2 separate regions of the Zea mays genome follow, and region 2 is linked to region 1. The links are chromatin contacts, called in public Hi-C maps. All regions are on one chromosome and are shown on one strand. Each heading gives the region's core, a stretch centred on a gene start, on an enhancer-like site or on the middle of the called end of the contact. The rest is flanking DNA. Distances are from core to core; before and after follow the strand shown.

Region 1 (3,080 bases), core at 177-2,676:
CATTTAAAGTTTAGTTCGACCATTCAAAATATACTTCAGTCATTTAAGGTTTCAACATACAACATAAACAACTATTTAGATATTCTAGGTTTACTTCAACCTTTCATCAATTTTAAAATTTTATAAGGAAGAAACATTCAGAAATTTAAGGTTTACTTCAACCATTCAGGAATAAACATTTAGCGACTCAAAGTGATGAATTGAGGATGAGAGGCGGTTGTTGCGGCGGTGTTGAGTGGAGGCGCGACAATGAAGATCTGTGGACGTTGGGTGGTGTGGGGTCGGCGCGGCGGTGGGTTACATCAGATCGGAGATCGGAGCAGAGTTGGCTAATTATACGGTGGTCGAGCGCGACGTGTGAGTGGCGGGGGCGTGGCCGAGCGGGACACACGAGCGTTGCGCGGAAAATCGGTTGGGTGGGCTAGCGTGCAGGGATGGTTCAACAGATTTAATTGGGTGGGTTAGTTACCTGTAGATGATCTCCACATGTGTGAGATGAATAAGAATATCGCCCCTTATATGTTCCTTACCTCCCATACTACTTAAATAGCCCATTAGGATCATAGCCCCATATGGAGATATGTAGCCGTTGCATCCCAAACAACCATCTCTCTATGCACCATCAAACCATATGACGCTTGGTCGCCGAACCAATATAATGCGTCAGAGTTTGATGACTCCGAATGGACACTATATCAGCACTAGTCACTGGTGACCGTTGGGCATGCCTCTGATCTATAGCTTATGGCCGAACCAATATAATGCGTCAGAGTTTGATGCCTCCGAATAGACACTATATCAGCACTAGTCACTGGTGACCGTTGTGCATGCCTCTGATCTATAGCTTATGGCCGAACCAATATAATGCGTCAGAGTTTGATGCCTCCGAATGGACACTATATCAGCACTAGTCACTGGTGACCGTTGGGCATGCCTCTGATCTATAGCGTATGGTTCAACGTCCCATTTTTCTCTCAGGAACCTTTATAGTGATTATTGCGAACTCTATCTCTAATAGTTGTACACCTCTGCACGTGATCGGTCTGACTATTCTCTATGCGTGGACATTGAGACCATATGGTTTGACGCTCTACTTCAATTCACATGCAGATGAGCGAGCTAAACAAAGGTTATGTTGTTTGTGTCCGTGGGAGTATGCCTGCCGTCATCCTCTACATCTAACCAATCACAAATTTTGCAACCAATCACGTGGTATGAGTCTGACGCTCCTCTAAGCATGTATATGTAGATATAGAGATTAGGTATATATATCGATACAAATATGAGCGCACATATATAAATATTACCCATCACGAGAAAAGGAATATATGTCGAGGAGAATTGTGATATAGATATACATATAGTACGTGGCTGCTGTACGTGTGATCTGGACAAACGTTTAATTTGGACAGAAACAGGCACTGCACAATATAGTCATTGCGGGTTTGCATGCCCCGACAGCTCCAAGAACATGATCCATGCAGGCATGGGCCATATATGGACACCGGGTCATTAGCGGTTGGGCAGTAGTTCATGTCATCTGTTAATTAAGCATCATTATTGGCACCGGACAAATCGTGTAAGCGTTCGGTTACGAGTGCATTATCACATAACCACTCCCTCTAGCTCGGATTTATTAGCAAGAGCTAGCAAAGGCAGGTAACAGAAGGGACGCGCGCGAAAAGTTGCAGGCCTCTCGATCGGCCACAGAGACATACGTGTTCCTTGCATACCTTAACGCCGCATCCGACTGCATGCATGCGTGCATGCTTTCTCTCCCGGTCCGCCGTGTTCGCCGATCGTGTGTGTGATGTGCACGCGAGTGATTAGCACGCCCTACCAGTCGGATCGGATTCTCCTTTCGCCCGGCCGTCGTCGTCGTCGTCGTCGTCGTCGTCGCACCTCTCTCCCGTCCCGTCCGGCGTCCCGTGTGTGCGTGCATGAGGCCGACGGCACTGGTTTAGACGTTGGACCAAACGAAAATAATAATGCGTCGTTTAGGCAGCAGGCTATAGGTAAGCATGCACTAGCAGCAGCAGCAGCTATCACTCCCAGCTGCTACAGCTAGCGCGAGCGTATAGCAACGACGACCCTAGCTAAGCTAGTAGCCAGTAACTGACCTCTCCCTGATCGTGATGCGTAAATGGAAGAAGAAGAAAAAAACGAGAAGATTATCTTATCTATATATATATGCACGTCGTCCGCATACTCTGATTACTGATACGGTGCCCGCGCAAGACTTTTTAGAATTTATTTTGTCACGGGTCAGCGTCGAATCGACTGGAACTAACGGGCACTTAATTATTAGCTTGCGCGGATCATATTCATCCATCCTTTTCCCGCTCGCCGGCCGGCTCGCCGTCGCCACTGGAGAAGGAGCGGTCGGGGTTCGTGACTACGAGCGGCGGCGCGGCGCCGTGCCTTCTTGGATCACCATTCACCACCAGGATTGTTATTAGCTACTACTATTATTATTATTCATGCCAGTATGACCGATCATCTTTTATGTGCAGGTACAAGTAGGCCACCAAACAAATATGCAGCTCTGCGCTCTGACCAAGTCAAATTTCATTTGACTAAGTTTAATAAAACAGTATCCATGCTTACATCTTTGATAAGTAGTATGGCGTAGGGAGAAAAATATATTTCATGGCCAGTTTAGCGATACCTATCGATATATATAATAGTAACCCTTAGATTTTTTATAGGTTTAATTCAATGTAAACCTTTTTCATTTCAAGGAAACTGAAAAGGCATATACTAACGTACTAGCGGTATCAATTCGTGTTGGGGCGGAGCGGCTAGCCGGCTAGAGAGAAAGAGAGAGAGAGAAAATGCACCACCGGCAGGCATGCTGCCGTTGCGCGTGGAATGAAGCCTCGGCGGGCAAGGCAATCAATCCATGCATCCGCTGCCTGCCGGGCGGGCGGAGGTGGGCCAGGCACCCCCCATGTGCGCTCATGTGGTGGTTTGCAACGCCCGGCCCCACCACCCACCACTTCGCCTCCTTCTGTCCTGTCCTCTCTCTCTCTAGACGTCTAGACGATCCGATACGTACGTACGTAGACCACCACTACTAC
Region 2 (3,367 bases), core at 286-2,785, 240 kb after region 1:
TATGGAAAGGGAGGGGGTGCTTTTTTGCCCACTGCAACTTCCAAAAATGCCGTTCATATTCAGAGATAGCCTACGTCACATATCACCGTTTCCCTTGCACTGCAGTGGGTCGAAGAAATCGGTGGGCATGAACAGCTAAATGAGAAGCTTCTTAAGCGAAAGAAAGGCGAGGAGCTTCCAACGTTTATACCCCCAAAGGTATTCGATACTAAAGCAACACAGTCGTCGGTCTCTGCATATAGACTAGCCGCCTACTACCTCCAGTGAGGACAGCAAGACGTTCAGACAGACATTCAGGAAACAAGCTGGCCAGCAGCATGTCTCGCGTCTGAATCGGTCGTGCTCTTCTGACTGGAGGGAGTAGATGAGTTGCACAGATTAGACTGCTGCTAATTCCTTCGCCCGTCTTGATGTCATGTTTCTCCCTCGACCAGCCAACACTGGAAGCATTGATTGAGTCAGGGTACTCGCTGGTGAAGGAGCAGGAACTAATAATGAGCTCCAAGCTTTCAAAAGAGTATATGAAGAACTTAGAATAGTTTGATACACGAGAAGGGGTAACTTCTTGTTTTCAGTTTATTTGGAGCAATAATACACCATCCAATTTGTTCCAACATCCAACCACCGGAGTCGAATCGATGCTTCGATTGTCCCAGAAATCGTGGTGGGTTCAGATATGAACTGCTGAAAGGAACGCATATCGTCATTGTCCTTAATTACTCTCATCGTGCATTGCCAAAAAGTCTTTGGGTTGACTCGAAAGACTTGTGAGCTGTGCCACGGAGTGGCCCATGTATGTATGTATGTGGAGCGAGCGGAAGCGTCCAAAGAGCCTCATCAGTCCTCCTTCTGACACACAGTTTATACCTGCAAGATCGCTGATTATTTCTCGACATGCCATGCTGCCACGGCCTTGCGCTTGTGCAGGTTCACATCGCGATAGTCAATAGTACTGGAACAAGAAATCTGCAGAAATCCTATACCTGACTTAATTTGTTGCCACATCTGGGCCGGGGATGCGTGATCTAGGGGATTCTCAGCTCTCCTTGGCAATGGCATGAAAGGATCTGGTGGTACACTACCCTTTCATCTATTCGACCCAGATCAGACGTACTACACATGGAAACTAAACTAGTACTAGTAAATAATCTGGTGAGAAGAGAAGGTGATATGCGTGAGAGAGACCTTGATACCAGTTAATAAAGCTTTGCTTCGCTTTGCTTTGCTTGTGGGAAACCAATCCAACAGATACACGACGGCTAGCTAGTTTATCCTCCACGCGGGATTGCTTGCTTAATTAGCTTTTTTGATGATTTATTTGCGTGGCAGAGACGGTGAGCATGCATGCATGGCCGAGGGAGGGGGGAGCGTATTAGGAATGGGCGCCTGGCGCAGGGCCCGAGGCAACGTGTAGGGTATCCAACAGGGGTTAGGTGGCACTGGCAGCAGGCGGCGGCGGCGTCTCCTCCCCCTTTCTTCCTTCCTTTCTTTGTTGTACTACTACTACTTAAGCTCGCCGCTTCTGTTCACAGTCCATGTGATTGATTCTCTCCTGCTCCTTCTTTCTTCCATCTCTCCTGTCTCTCTTCTCTCTCTCTCTCTGTCTGTCTGTCTGGCAAAGGGCACTGACGGCCGCGGCGGTGTCGATGGAGTGGTGGCAGAAGGCGGTGGTGGTGCCGGTGAAGCGCGCGTGGATCGCCGCCGCCGCCCGGCTGACGACGCGACATAAGAAAGAAGGTAATATATCATGATCGCCGCCGCTGTTTGTACTATTATCCGTCCATTCCTCACTCACTCATTCATTCATCAAAACACCAGCATCCAAATAATTAAAGCTGCTGCTTCTTCTTGTTGTTCTTGTGTGTGTGAAACTGTGAATGTTGTAGTCTCTCCAACTGCATGCCTGCCTGCCTGCCTGCCTTGATTGGTTTATACTGATCGATTTCTTTTGTCTGCATGGCGAACAGTCAGTCATCAGTCCGTGATCCTGAACAATTCCTCACAATATGAATATATGTATAGATCCCGTCCGATCGGTCTCTAGCCTCGTTTTAGATTAGAGCCGCTGAACGCATCGTTTCAGTACTTAATCTAGACTAACCTTGTTGCAATCAATGTGTAAATGAAAACATTGTGATCGGTTATCTGTTCAGTTCTAGCCAGGTCGCCACCAAGCTAGTTTGCTTCTTCTCTGGCCGTCGTCAGACCAAACACGTGTCGCGCGTGCGGTTTGTATTGTATTAGCGGGGTGACGAGCTGACGGCGATCATCATGCGCGCGCGCACCGCACTCACATGCATGCACATCGATGAGTCATGCGTGGCCGTGTCGTTTTGCTCCCGTGCAAGAGGACAAAGCAGCGCGAGCTCTCATGGCGTGAGCAGCGGTCAGTGTGGCTTGGACACCGCACAACGCATGCATGGAAGTTTGCAGCTTTGCTTTTTTTTTCTTCTTGTTTCCGCGTGCACCAAGTAGGAGGAGTACAGAGTACTCCGTACGTACTACTATTGCAGTAGTAGGATAGGATGTTTTTTTGTTTCGATCGTGCGGCACGTGGCTGGATGTGAGGTGCATGCGGTTGCGGTGTCTCCAACTCGGCTGGTCTGTCGGCGAGTGCGTGCGTGCAGGATGCATGCATGTTTTAATTGTTTGTACCCTTGCTAGAGTCAAACTTTGAGGGAGTTTTTACTTGTATTTTATTACACGCACGCAAGCCGCATGCACACACAGCTATATCCATATATACATACACCTACTATTATCATTTACGTATTATAGAAATTACTATACGCGCATACACACACATCTATATATCCAATGGAAATAATGATACTTTAAATGAGATGTACTCCGGAAAGACTATTCATTGAAAATATTGTTTTTAATTATAACATGGTTTTTAGAATTATTAGACATAGAAACTATACGTCGCATGGTAAGGACATGTTTGGTTTGATCTCAATCCATATGGATACCTGGGATTGAGTAGGTTTAAATCTTGAGTAAGGCAAAAAAAATCTTTTTTATTTTTTTCTAATCTTATTCAAACTATATGGTACAAGAATAACCGAACAAAGACTAAGTGTATTCATTTTAATCCATAAAGACTTGTTTGGATACTCGGATTCATTTTAATCTAAGTGGATTATAACATAAATAAATTAGTTTAAGCTTACACTTCAATCCAATACACGTGTATTGATGTGAATACAATTAATAGTATCCAAACAAGGCCTAAGTTGGTAACTGCCCTCATCAGTCATCACATATGGTAGTAGTATATATAGCGGAATTGAAAGCCATAATAATGCTCGTTGTGTCCGCGCGCAGCCAGCCGGAACCTATACCAGGTCTACATATATCGCCA

The links. A called contact is a pair of places that touch in the nucleus more often than the background predicts.
Region 2: a Hi-C map of endosperm shows a contact between it and region 1, with 2.1 times the contacts expected there. The contact joins the promoter of LOC100275046 here to the enhancer-like site in region 1. A contact is called at or near these places in 2 of 25 Hi-C or Micro-C datasets (endosperm and leaf).

The regions. Positions count from the first base shown.
Region 1 is chr2:4,149,560-4,152,639 of Zm-B73-REFERENCE-NAM-5.0, forward strand. No RefSeq gene overlaps it. Among protein-coding and RNA genes, the nearest start is that of LOC100285244, 12 kb to the left of the region's middle. Within about 2 kb of position 1,427, at least 2 of the 20 cell types and tissues checked have an H3K27ac peak or open chromatin away from gene starts, as enhancers often do. A contact at or near this core is called in endosperm, where this site is marked.
Region 2 is chr2:4,388,802-4,392,168 of Zm-B73-REFERENCE-NAM-5.0, forward strand. It overlaps LOC100275046, which reads left to right and starts at 1,536. Exons shown (of 2, transcript NM_001159434.2): 1 at 1,536-1,737. The coding sequence starts at 1,647. It overlaps LOC103645817 (ribulose bisphosphate carboxylase/oxygenase activase 2, chloroplastic), which reads left to right. Exons shown (of 12, transcript NM_001364552.1): 11 at 106-198; 12 at 435-736. The coding sequence ends at 539.